Linked DNA regions of Capsicum annuum: region 1 is linked to region 2. A link is a contact called in public Hi-C data. All regions are on one chromosome and are shown on one strand. The core of a region is the stretch at or near the end of the contact, and the rest is flanking DNA. Distances in the headings are between cores, read along the strand shown. Region 1 holds the start of LOC107870760. Region 2 overlaps LOC107870399 (formin-like protein 14).

Evidence for each region. A called contact is a pair of places that touch in the nucleus more often than the background predicts.
Region 1: a contact with region 2 is called in a Hi-C map of leaf, with 3 times the contacts expected there. The contact joins the promoter of LOC107870760 here to the enhancer-like site in region 2. A contact is called at or near these places in 4 of 5 Hi-C or Micro-C datasets (bud, leaf, pericarp and 1 more).

What each region holds. Positions count from the first base shown.
Region 1 is chr1:23,936,986-23,944,201 of UCD10Xv1.1, forward strand. LOC107870760 reads right to left here and starts at 3,113. Exons shown (of 2, transcript XM_047395406.1): 1 at 2,701-3,113; 2 at 210-341. The coding sequence starts at 2,956. The coding sequence ends at 238.
Region 2 is chr1:23,799,861-23,806,812 of UCD10Xv1.1, forward strand. It overlaps LOC107870399 (formin-like protein 14), which reads left to right. Exons shown (of 18, transcript XM_016716924.2): 13 at 92-186; 14 at 2,064-2,135; 15 at 2,227-2,343; 16 at 2,942-3,010; 17 at 3,108-3,174; 18 at 3,593-4,149. The coding sequence ends at 3,792. Among protein-coding and RNA genes, the nearest start is that of LOC107870399, 14 kb to the left of the region's middle. Within about 2 kb of position 4,876, at least 1 of the 5 cell types and tissues checked has an H3K27ac peak or open chromatin away from gene starts, as enhancers often do. A contact at or near this core is called in leaf, where this site is marked.

The sequences.
Region 1 (7,216 bases), core at 1,863-4,362, 140 kb after region 2:
ATAGGTGCATGGATCATGGCATATTTAAGAGCTTCAAAAGCCAATGTTGCTTTCTTAGTCCATAGGAAGCCCTCTTTCTTTGACGAGGTTGTTAAAGACTTGCTGATCACAGCATAATTTTGAATAAAACGCCTATAATAGCCCATTAAGACTAGGAATCCGCGCAATCCCTTGATGCTCACTGGTAATGGTTAGTTTATCATTGCTTTTATCTTGGCTTTGTCAGTACTCACTCCCTCACCCATTATTACATGTCCCAGGTATTCCACTTTGTCCTGCGCAAAACTGCACTTTGAGCGATTCACATACAGTTGGTGAGCCACCAAAAGCTCGAACACAACCTGTAAATGATGTAAATGCTTTTGAAGGTCCAGACTGTATACTATAATGTCATAAAAAATACCAACACAAATTTTCGGAGGTAAGGACCGAAAATACTATGCATTAGGGAGTGGAAAGTTGTTGAAGCGTTCGTTAAGCCAAAAGGCATAACAGTGAACTCCCATAACCCATGATGTGTTTTGAAGGTGGTCTTATGTTCATGGCCTTCCTTCATCCTAATTTGGTGATAACCCGATCTCAAATCCAACTTTGAGAAATAGTGTGACCTATTTAGCTCATCAAGTAAATCCTCTACCACCGGAATTGGGTATTTATTTTTAATGGTAATGTCATTGAGATTGCGGTAATTGACACATAATCTCCATGTTGAGTCCTTTTTTTACTAAAAACACTAGGGAACCAAACAGTGAATTACTAGGCCTCACAGTTTTAGCCTCCAACATGTCACTGATAATCTTTTCGATGGCATTTTTTTGCTCATGGGAGTAACGATAGGGCCTCTGATTCACTGGCCTTGAACCTGGACAAAGTTCAATAGCATATTCACAAGAATAAATAGGTGGCAGGGAGTTAGGTTCCTGAAAGATCTCCTGAAAGGCATTCAAAAGGGATTCAACAGGGTTTGGGATAATCTCTTGCTTGTTAGAACCAACTGATTCTATTTGACGAATTTGGGCCACCCAATTGCACTCGCTTCTTCGTAGAAGCCCACGAATGGTTTCAGAATCTTCCAAACCCAAGGATCGAGATTCCTGATAACCCACAATGGTCACCATCCTATTACCTCGAAGAAATATAATACTATGTGGCCTAACATGTAACACAAACGGGGCTACCAAATCGATCCAATCCATACCCAAGATCAAATCACAACGGCCGATTTTTAACATCCGAAACTCAAATTCAAATCCTTCCCCTTGCATCTGCCAACGTACCCTTGAGCAGATGATTATGCTCACCATTGTCTCCACATTGGCAACTCTTACCCTCATGGTTTTTTCTTAAGTTGTGCATCTCCAAATTTAAATACTCAGCCACTTGTGGATTAATGAAGCTATGGGTAGCCCCATAATCTACCAAAATCACTAAGGGCATGTTCTTGAGCAGCTCAGAAATTTTAATAGTGTTTGGACTGTGAAAACGACCCTCAATCATGCTGATGGTGCCTTCTTCTTCTTCTGCTTCTGTTTGCACTATCTCAGTGACTTTCCTTTCTTGATCCCCCAGTTGCCCCTGATCCTTCACCTTGCTCCACTAATGGCTCCTCTTCTCCACCCACCATATATTGTATGCAAGCCTCGTTGCTTGCATTTATGACCCAAAAATACTTTTTATGGAAATAGAAACACAACTTATTTTCCCTCAATGTTTCAATATTTGGGTTTTTGGGCATTGGCAATTGGGATCGTGTGGTAATAGGTGGTAAAGCCTTGGAATTTTGTGGTGTGGGTCCTCTTGGACTGTGAGGAAAAGTGATCCTAGTTTGCGAATTAACTATCTTAGGAGCTTGAATATCCTTGTAAATGGCTACCAACGTTTGTTCATGCAACTTAGCCGTTTCTAATGCATCTATAATGGACTGAGGGTTAGAAGCTCTAACCATAGATGCCAAATCCGGCTTTAATCCACCCATAAAGCAATACACAAAGTATGTTTCATTCAGTGTTGGGTTAATTAACAGTAAATAGAATCGCAACTCTTCAAATCTATTAAAATAACTCTCAACGTCAGCCCACTGTTGAAGCCTATTAAATCCAATAACAATATCCAGAGTTCGAATGTTGCCATACCTACGACAATCATCCCGGCAAAATTCCTCCCAAGACACCGCTCCGCCATGTTCCATCATGTAAACGTCAAACCATAAATCCATTTTATCATTAATATGAACAACCACATAACTCATATTTTCAAAAGGTGGAACCTGATATAGGTCAAAAAATTTATTGCACCACTTTATCCAACCACGGGGTTAATTACCATTAAACTCTGGAAAAGATGTTTTAGCTTTAGTGCCTCAATAGGAGTTATTGGTAGGCGTCTGGGTGCTATTTTGGGTAATGAGTTGGATGTTTTGAGGAATATTAGATTACAAAAAACTACTGTTATCAATAGACTGATACGCTAACGGAGGTAGATACGTTAGTCCAACCTGAGTTTGATTAATGCTTGGATTCACATTTTGGGTTGCAAAATTTGGGCTAGTAACTGAAAGAGGAATAAAAGGAAAACTGGATGTCCTGGCTATGTTAGCAAGTGATGTGGGGGATGGGGGGTACAGCGATGCTTGTGGATGTTGAGTCATTGGCAGAGAAAAATGGGGCATTGTATTGAAGGGAGATGGAGGAAGAGTCATACCTCTATTAGCCATAAAAAATATAGGGGTTACCAGAGAAGAAACTGGCCTGAAATTGCCACTCACAGATGAGTCTCCTCTTTCGCTAGGAGAGTTTCCGTAAACCAAGGCAGCTCGAGATCTTCCCCATGTTATTGCATCTAATCGCTTTTCAGATTTCATGTGGCTCAACAAAATATCAAGACGACGAGTGTTATCATCCTGTTTCTTCAAGTTTTCAACATTCATTCTTTGTTGCTTTGCCTCAAGCATCTCCATTCTTTTCCCTCATTAGGGATGCTTTCTTTTTTAGTTTCAACCATAATGAGGCCTCTGGAAAGCCTGTCTCTGGTACCAATTGTAGCAAAACAGCTACTGAAAATAGTGAAAGAAAAGGAATTGACAAGTTAAAACAGTAAAAAAAAAAAAAAAGACTTTTTTCATTTATCCAATACCCCATACAAGGACTAGTACTTCCTATATATAATGTTACATTCATACTACAGATGGCTTATGTGCTCCACTAGTAATGAAAGGACACCTAATCAAGACAAAAATAGAAATATTAGGCCCACTTTGAATTGGGCCAACAGTAACACTTCACTTCACCTCTGATCTGCTACAACATGCTGCCAAGGCCATTCTCTAAGCGTTTAACAAGCGTCTAAGGTCTTCAATGGAACTATATAAATCCAAGCTTAAGGTGGGTCAAGATCCCACTTTTAATCCTTAATTTTTATAATTAGGCAAACAATGCCCCAAACTAGGCTAAGATATCTAGTTCAACTTCTTGATGTCAAGAAAGCTATAACCAATCTTAAGATATGGACTTTGCCTAGAAATATGGGCATTTAATCCAACACTGCCCAAATTACGATTTCAAGATCATTAGAATAGCCCAGCTAAGGTTAAGCATACTAACCATGATTCCACACATAAAATACATCCCAAACCTAGCATACTATCATATCCATACTACAAATTAGCTTACAATAACAACAACAACAAACCCAGTATATTCTCACAAAGTGGAGTTTGGAGAGGGTAAAATGTACGCAGTCCATACCACTACCCCCGAAGAAGTAGAGAGGTTGTTTCCAATAGACCCCCGGCTCAAGACATACTACAAATTAGCTTAACCTAGAAAAAAGGCAATAGGGTTCTAAAAGGGTCATAAACATTCTACCTTACGAGTCCAAAACCATCATCTAATACCCCAAATATCAATAATCAATACTAAGTTATTTTATTCATAATCAAGCCTAACATTTATATTCACATGCCATACATAACACATATTATCTTCTACGAAGAGTAGGTAGAACCCTACCTCAAAGCTAAAACCTTATATCATTCACCACATGCTCATTTTCTCTTCACAATCCCAAAAATGCCATAATGCTATCAAAAACTTAATGTACTCATCAATATGAATGTAACGATACCTATATTGCACTATTGTGCTCTGGGTTAAAAAACGACACCAAAAATTCCAAGCGAGCCCCACTTACTAAAAATATATTTTCGAGGCCAACCCAACACTCATACAATATCAAGGAATCATAACCTCAATAAATGAGTGCAAACAAAGCTAATTTTTGGATAAAATCAAGCCTTAATTAGGATGATAATCGCAATAATAAATGATAATAAAGCTCTTAATTCACTCACACAACTACATTTTGAGTTATCATATCCATTTAGGTTTTTAGGCTCTCAAAGATGAAGAGAAAATGCCTAAATCCTTGGGGTCTATTTATAGACCCCTTGGCAAAGAGATGTGGTATCCCATGACTGCAAAGTCAAAATCTTGTTTTTGACCCTCGGAACTCATTCGAAATCCAAATAACATGATCCAATAGTGAAATTTGAGTGTAAACCACATTTCAAATCCATTGGAATCACAAAACTTTCATCTGAGATTATTTTGGAAAAAAGTGGAGCCCACACCTATAGTTTTGTTTTTTCATAAAATTCGCTCAATAACCCAAAATAAGTCCGGGAGCCTTGGGACCTAAATCAAGGGTTCCCCTAGCATAAAATAAATGTTTTGGATGCAACGGCGAAGTCATATTTTTCATCAAATGTCGTTTCAATCAAATGTGGGTCCCATACTCATATTCTCAACTTTTTTCACTTTTCGGCCAGTAGGTTGAAATGAGCTCGGGTGCATTGGGACCCAAACCAAAGGTCTACCTAGCCTAAAATTGATATTCCGGATCTGCTAGCACAGTTGGAATTTGCATCTGAGATTATTTCACTGAAGTTTTTGCCCAGTGGCCATTTGGAACTAGCGAAGACTTCAAAATAGAAAATTGGTTCTAAAAACTAAACGAACTGTCCGATAATCGAACCGTCGATCCCAAAAAGTCATAAATGACTTGTGGAAGCTATAGAGAAGTCATAATGTCAAAGATAAGTGAACATATAAAAATGATCAAAAGAGTCATTATAAATTATATCTTAAAGGATGCATATCTAAAATTATATTGTATTCATATCATACAAAATATATAAGGATAATATCATGAAATCATGAAAGTGAAGTTAAATCTCATAAATTAGAATTTCTTTTAATTGGTATAAACAATGTGAGTATCATGGAGTCCAATGTCATATGCCCACACTGTAAAAGGTTGTTCTAACCTGCTAAAGTTAGAAACATAAAAGTAAGAATCATGACGATGAGCCTAAAAGGGAAGGTGTCAACCTCAACTAATGGAAGACCCTTATCCTAGGGTGACATGTAATTTTGAAACTTGGCTTTATCGAAAACCCTTATTTTCACGGTGCTAAATACTACTTCCAAAATTAGTTCATATCATATGCTCAAAATGTACATAAATAAGGCTTATTCATATATAAAGTTTGAATCTTTAGAGATTTCATAACTATCATGGAGTTTTCTCCTTCTTGAATTTATTCAAGTTTCTTGAGAATTCATAATGCCATAAGGATTCTAAAGTCATGCTTGAGATGTCATTCTCAAGAAAATCAATATTTAAGAATCATATCAAAAATTAAAATTCAACAAACGTAATTGTAGTGCTTATAAAAATCATAATTATAGCTAAAAACATCAAGAAATCATGAAATATGCTTCATAAAGAGATGAGTTTAAAAACGAGTTTATAAACCCTAACCTTATTCTTAAATTCATGAAAAATTAGAAGTTCTAAAATGGGGATTGAAAAAAAAAACCATTGAAGTCCTACATGTCTTAATTGCTTTCCAAGAAGTCAAGGAGGAACCCTAACCTTAGAAAAGTTTCAAGAATTCGGTTCATGGAGTTTTGATTGAGTTTTTCTTGAAAAATTATCGATTATGGTGTAGGATTTCATTAATAATCTGAAAAAGAAATGATTGAAATACTAAAATTTGCTTCGAATTGCATGGGAATAACTTACTTTAGGGTTGGAGGATGAGGAGAGGAGAAGATATCAACTTAGGATTAATGAAAAATAGAAAAAAAATTGGAAAAGATCAAAAAAACGACCTTTTATCGAATTCTGTCGACCAATTATGCGAGCTCAAGATGGGCTCGCATAACTACGATGTTGTGTGTATTACATGAGCTCTCCATCACACTTTTGGCCAGTTTTCTGAAAGTTTCAAGAAAGTTTTGCAAGCACAAATGCTTATCGCATGAGATTTTTGCGATGTAAAAGGTTTGCTTGCAAAACTTTCCAACACTATTATTACCTTTTGGTAAAATAATCATAATTTTCTATTCTAAAATAATTGAATTAACAAATGCTCAATGACGTTGGAAGAAAACTCGAAGACCTTTAATTTGGTGGATTCTGAGCTACAAAATTCTTAATAATCTAGAATTTATGTTCGTTTGAAGTTGACCCTTGTAAACTCTTATACAAAAACTTAAGCGGTAAAGAAGCTTTCATCAACTCAACTTTGAGTTAGAAGTTTCTTATGACCTTAATTCATAGCCAAAGCTATTTCCACGCTCAGATATTAACACTTATGTACTGGGGTGAAGCTAACCTTTGGCGAGGGGGTCATCCGAACCCCCTTCGCAAAAAATTATACTATATACATGGTTAAATTATTTTTTATATGTATATAGTAGATGTTGAACCCTCTTCGGTTTGTTCGTATGTTTATTTTTGAACCTCGTTGGTAAAAATTCTGGCTCCACCACTGCCTATGTACCATTGAAAAGTTATAGTATTCAGATCTATATGCATTTGAATAATGATTCGATTCTTAATTTAGAAGTTCAGGATGTTACAAGTGCCTTGACTTTCAGGAAGTTGAGCACTACAGAATTCCTCAACCTTTTGTGTATATCTTTTCTATATTTAAGTTGATGCAAGTAATTAATAATATATGAAAAGAACTGTTCAAAATTAAATAAGGTTCTTCTTTTTCTTTATCTAAGTTACATTGAATAACTCCTCCTGAATTATCGACCTATCCATATCTTTTTTCTACATACTAGTCAAGTGTACGTGTTTTGCACGCATGTCTCGTGTTGATATAACTATATATAAGAAAATAAAATGATTAAAAAATAGCAAT
Region 2 (6,952 bases), core at 3,626-6,125:
ATTTCTAAGATCTAAATCTCCATAAGAAAACAATCAGTTGTTGGGTGGAGATACTGTGACTAATACCTTTGTTTTCATAATTACATTGCAGGATCTGCTGTAGGGTTCAAGTTGGACAGTCTTCTTAAGCTTTCTGACACTCGTGCTAGAAACAACAAAATGACCTTGATGCATTATCTGTGCAAGGTAGAACTACTGCGTTGTGATACCTTTCTGTTTTACTTATATGTACTAATATTGATCAATTAGCTCCAAATTGAGAAAATTGAAGGTGACGTAAGCTTAAGTTGAATTAAATTAGTTTTTGGCTCAATGATGATTGAGGAGTAGCTCAAGATTGGATTGAAAAAGTGCCAAGTTTATTTGAGTTCTATGTCATGACCCATCAAAAACTGCATAGTTTTGTGCTTGATACAAGGGCCGTAAGGTGGCCATGAACGTGGCTAATGTACAGGAGGCGAGCGCTTTCAAGGTGTCAATATTCAAAGTCAAACGATTCTTTGTGCAAGTTTTAATAAGAAAGTGAGGAAATTGGGGGATCGTTGCATGAAAGCATGGCTGGTAGGCGTGGTATTTTTGGGTCAAGAAGATACTAAGAAGATGAAGCATGCACGAGGTGTGGCGAAGAAGCACAAGTGGGAGCCATAGTGCACAAGAAATGTTTACAAACATAAGTGTGGCATGATGCCCGTCAAAGTCATGGATGGGAATAATGGAGAGGAGCAAGCACTTTCAAGGTTTCGACATTCAAGTTCAAGTGATTCGTTGTTTAAGTTTAATAATAACAGAAAGGAATTGGAACCGTTGCATGGAGGCATGACTAGTATGGGCGATAGTGTTGGAAGTAGAGGATGTTCCAATGATGGAGCATGCACGAGACGTGGTGAAGCACAAGTGGGAGCCATAATGCAAGCAAGGCTCATAACATAATTATGGCATTGCTTCGGCAATGCGGACACAGGTGGTGCATGGCTGTCGTCAGCTTGTGCCATAAGGTGTTGGGTTACGTCTCGTGATGAGCGTAATCCTCGTGTTCCAGGCAAAAGCAAGGTAGATGTGCTAGGCTTTAGAATGCTTGGTAGTACACTGTAGTTTGGGAATTACTAGAACTATTGGTGGGTTGCTTGATCCATATTTTTTACAAGGAAGAGATTACTCCAGCAAAAGAGGTTGAGAAGACATTTGATTTTAAGGTGTCGTTTAAGCATATCTAAATACTACACATGCCACTAACACTTTAAAGCTTCTTGATTCATACTTGTCTAAGTGTAGACGCTTGCTTGAGTCGAGTCACACCCAAGGGAAGCTAAACATAGCATCTATTTGTTGGGGATAGTTTGGCTAAGTGATGCACCAAACCTAGCGTCTATCGTTAGTTTGTATCTTTCCTGTGATACAACTTAATAACACACTTATCAATGTTTCTCATGGCATTTGGAGAGAGAGTTCATTTGCTTTGCTAGCCTGGCGGAGAAAAGTGAGAAAATAAAAAAGAAGTAAAATAGATAGTAAGGGGAGAAATTTGGAAATTTGGTTATCAGTGACGAAAATATCAAGTTAGAAACAACTTTAGACACTCATCACTGATGAAACTAGATTACAGCATGAACAATGATGAAAGCAAAGAACTTATGAGGAAGGGTTGGAGAGAGAGGGGTGCTGGATGGATGATGGAGATTGCTAGTCAGGATGAAGACTGCTCTGCAAGAAGTGGTTATAGCTATGACAGCAGCAAGAGAAAGGTTGTCTATAATATTCATGCCTCTTCTGTGGCTTTTGTATCATCTGAGTTTATCCCACTTTAATGACAAATGTGGAGAGATTCCAAAAGATGATATAGACTAATAATCAGTTGCCGTGGAGGTGGAGAGAGGAGGGGGTTATTAATAGATGCAATAGGGAATCAAGCATAGCAATTTGGGATCTGGATTCTATAATGGAGGGTCAAGCTGGGGTTGACCATATTTATGTTTTCTTATGTCTTAACTCTTCTCCATATATATGTTTGCACTTTCCGATGTGATGCCAATATGTAACTGTTCTTTTTTTTTTTTTTGAATCAGCTCCTTGCTGAGAAAATGCCAGAGTTGCTTGATTTCGACAAGGATCTTGTTCACTTGGAAGCTGCCTCTAAGGTACCCTTGCTATATATTATGGTCTTCACTTGGAGTACTACTAGTATAACAGTGAACTGAAATGTTTGTTTACGTCATATTATGTGGTTAGATCCAACTGAAGTCTTTGGCTGAAGAAATGCAAGCAGTGAGCAAAGGTCTTGAGAAAGTTGAACAAGAACTTACTGCATCCGACAATGATGGTACAATATCTTCAGGCTTTCAGAAGGTGAGAAAAGAGAATGGTAACTTATATTCCTAGTTACCCAATGATTAGCTCATTGCATTTACTTCCAAGTTTATGTTTCTTTTTAGATTTAAATTTTAGTTGTTTTAAGGCCATTTGACAATGTACCTTAATTTTATTTTGTAGAAAGCGTATTCTAGTTTGCACATGATTCAGTCTATTCTACCCAAAGTGATCCTAAATTTCTCTAATTATGTCATAAGATCATAAATTGCAATTTCTAAATGTATTAACTGATTCTCGTGATTTTTACGATAAAAGTGAAGTAAATGGCATTGTGCGATTTCCACTTTCCCAAGTTTCCTTCATTATACAAGGATTCCTATTTACTATTTAAAAGCTTTATTCTGGATATTTTTTAGAAGACAAAGTAAGGAAGCAGTGTATCACTGATATAGAGAGATACGTGTCCTGAATGGATGACATTTGTTTCTAAAAATCCAGTTAAGAGGCTTGCACCGGGAAGACCCCAATTTGGTTTATGTTGGACCCAATATTAGAGTGCAGTCTGACTAGTGATGCAGTCAAACTTGATTGCAATATGAAATATGCGTTTAGTGACTTGTACATTCCTTCTCAGGTGTTAAAGAATTTCCTTGATACTGCTGAGGCTGAAGTCAAGTCTCTCACTACTCTTTATATTGAAGTGGTGAGTTTACTTGCATTCGTTATATCATATTTTAAATGCTCTTGGAAGTGTAACTCATGCCAAGTTTGCTAATTTTTTCTATCTTGTAAATCTGCAGGGAAGGAGTGCAGACTCCTTATCCCTGTATTTTGGCGAGGATCCAGCTCGATGCCCTTTTGAGCAAGGTTAGAGATACAGATGTTATAGGTTTTCTTGCTGTATTATCACTTATCAGACATATGGTAGGATTTCTGGAAAAGAAAAGACTGCAGTCGTTTGGCTGTTTAGCAATACTCTCGGCAATATAGCTTGTAGTAGTCTGTCTTTAATGTGAAGGTTATGGGATGCACCATTTATGGCCTTTGTGGCATTTGTCAAGTGCATATTGCCATTTGACTAGATTTCTCGAATAGCATTTGTCCTGTGGATCTTGTTTATTTAGTTCATTTACCATTTAAACCTGAGTTTTATACTATACCAATGTGAAAATTTCTTCAACACAATTTTCCTTTGCCAACTCTTTAACCGGTCTTTATTTTAAATCTTTGGTTGATGTTAGTGACAAGTTCTGATGTCCTTCATACCTTTACTTGCTGGATGCAGTGACACAGATTTTGGTGGTCTTCATGAAGTTGTTTAAAAAATCACGTGATGAGAACGAACAAGCAGCTGATGCTGAAAGGAAGAAACTAGAGAAGGAAGCGTTGAAGGAACAAGCGGCTGCTAGTTCTTCTGGAAAGAAAGAAGTAGTTGATGCTGATAGAATTAAACTGAATTTTCGGAATCAGTTACATGCTGTGTGATCAGTTCAAATTGACCGAAGCTTATAGTACTCACTATAAGCTCTGCCAGATTACGCGAAAAAACAGAAAAAGTTACATTCTTGATGATAGCAGCGGCCTTGGGAGGCTGCTCATATGCCACTGGACTTCAGTGTACTATTTAAGTTTTATTGATAGTTACAAATGTACATAATTACCATAGTTTTACTGGCAGTATTTTTTTTGCCATTTAGTAGCGTGCACAATTGCCATTGTTACTCCGTTCTTGTATCCTGAAGTGGAAAAAACTGAGACCTCTTAGAGAGGCTTTTCCAGTTGTATATATTAAAGTTCCATCTTGTACAAGATAAATTCAAGAAAAACTTTTCTGGAGTGGCAGATCTTTGCAATTATGAATTTTGTACTGAAGACCATTTAATTTAATAGCAATGGAACTGTTTAGTGCTAATGCATACACAAGGAATGTTATCTTTAGATGACCATTTTCATGAAATTAAAATTCAATGCTTGTTCTAAAACCAATACAAGCATTATGAGGGGTTCACTATGGGCATTTTTAATTTAGTTTTAGTTCACATCTATGGCCACCAACTTTGGAAGTGCACAAGTAGACATTTAAACTTGTATAAAATTGAACAAAAAGGCACACGTCCTATTTGACGTAAGTATCTATTTATACACATCCAAAGTTGGAGAACATAAATGCAAGTTGAAGCCAATTTAAAAGGCATATTGCCTTCTTTATATAAGAACCAAACTCTCTTGCTGGAAGGCTAAGTTCCTGAACCAAGCTGGAGGAACTGTTGTAGCCACCTTAGGAAGCATCCCTTCCCATGTCATGCAGTACATAAAATACACTTCTAAAGTCACTAATATGACAAATAGAATCCAAAGGAATTTTGTTCGAGGCACTACTGTTGAAAAGAAAAAAGATTCATCTGGTTAACTGGAGTACCATCACCAGGAAAAAAAGATAGAAAGTGGGCTTGGCATCCAAAGAAGTGAAATAAAAAACAAAGGAGGCAAGTCTTGCTTGGATACTTCATAACAAACCCATTCCTTATGGGGAAAGATCCTCATTAATAAATATAAAAGTCCTAACAGAAGTAGTAATGGAGCTAGGATCATCTCAAAAACTTGGCAATGCGCGCAACAAGGATAGAAAGACTCTGACACTGCCCACAAATGGGTTCCATACAAGGGGGATAAAATCACATTTTTTAGTGGTAGTCCACACTTTCATTAGGAATATGATTCATGGACCTTTAAAAGATGGAGAGAAAAACCTAATCATTTCCAATCCCCGCTCTAACAGACAATGAAATCTTTTCAACTTATCCTTTAAGCTGCCTAGAGACATCACTTCCCTTATCCACTTTTCCTTCCTATTGATAGCTCTCAAATTGATAAGCTAATATGGGGCTTAACTAGTAAGGGGATCTTCACCACTAGCAGTGCCTGCAATCTCATTAATAATGCAACACATCCTCTGAGTGGAAATGAAGGGCAATACAAAGATATCTGACATTCCAACTGTCCTAACAAGATTAAGCACTTTCTTTGGCTCCTCTCTCACAAAAGGCTCCCCACCAACCTCTTATCTCCACATAATTGATGTTAATATTAATCCTACCTGTAAATTCTATGAGATGCATATCATGAGGATATAGATCATCTCTTCTTTCAATGCACCAATTCCACTAGATTTCGGGCAACAATTGCTAAGAACAACAACAACACACAACCCATTTGCACCTCTGGTATTACATTTAACAACTGGATAACCTCTTAGAAAACCCCTAGAGGAAAACCTGATAATAACTGGCTAACTTAGGATGTTGTTCTCTTTTGCCTATGGAACATTTGGCTCGCAAGAAATAGCGACTTGTTCAACAACAAGAAAGATGCTATGTCTGTTGATGATACCATAGCTCAAGCTACTGAATTTCAACTTCTAGCAAGCAATCACCACAACTCTAAAACTCCCCAAATCACCATCCAAGTTATGTGGCAACCCCCCTATCTTTGGCAATTACAAATTAAAGAGTACTGATGCAACATTGCATCACAATCCAGAATTCGGAGGCTTGGGAGGTGTGACCAGAAACTACAATTGGGAGTGATCACAAGCTTCATAGATAACATTCACAATGTCACCCCTGCCATCGCTGAACTCCATGACTCAGAAGGGGCTTCCGGTTAGCAATTTAGCAAAACCTCTAACCACTGGACATTAACATGGATTCTATGAAGCAATTTTTATGATTGAAATGAGCCATTTGCCTCATAATAGCTTAATATTTGAATGCTGGTCATTAATAGAAAAGTTGGGGGTAGTGCAACTGGTGCATGTGTACAGGAAAAGGAACAAGGTAGCAGGCCTGCTAACGAAAAAAGGAGCAAGGATGTCCATGAGGGAGAACCCATCCATTTTGTTAGTTCCTCCAGTGTCTGCACTAGCAATACTTGGCGCAGACACTCTAGGAACTGAATATTCTAGGATAATTTTGGCTTTTATAAGTTCTTTGTAGCTAGGTTGTCTTTGATTTTGTGAAGTGATGTTGTTAGCATTTTAATATTATTATTTTTTAATATTATTATGCATGTCTTTGACGTTATGCAACATTTACCACCATTTTATTGACAAAAAATGTTACAAGTCATATACCTCATATTAGTGTTACAATGCATGGTTTTGACGTTAGCAGCATTTACTATCATTTTATTGAAAAAATGTTACAAGTCATTTATCTTGTTAGTGGACAATAATGTTACATTAGACTTTGTAACTTAACTCTTTATTCCTCCATTATCCTACACTTTATGACTTATAATTTCTTGTAACTCTTGTAACCCTTGTAACTCTTGTAATTTTTATGTCATTCATCTACTATATTTATCTTTCTATTCATTGCATGGAAGATTTCTTCCCCTATAAATAGAGATGATCTTGCATATTTTTAGGACACACAAGATAATATAGAGTTTACAAAAGATAGTAAAAAAGAGATTCATTAGTTGAAGGGAGGTGTTTTCTTTGTGGAGCTTGAAAACTCTTGTCCAGAGTTATTGAGTTGTACTTTGTGAGAAGGCTGTTGTATCCTGGAGGGGACTAGTCAAGAAAATTACTGCTGTACCGGTGAAATAATTTTGCTGCAATGGGTTTGAATCCTTAAAGAGA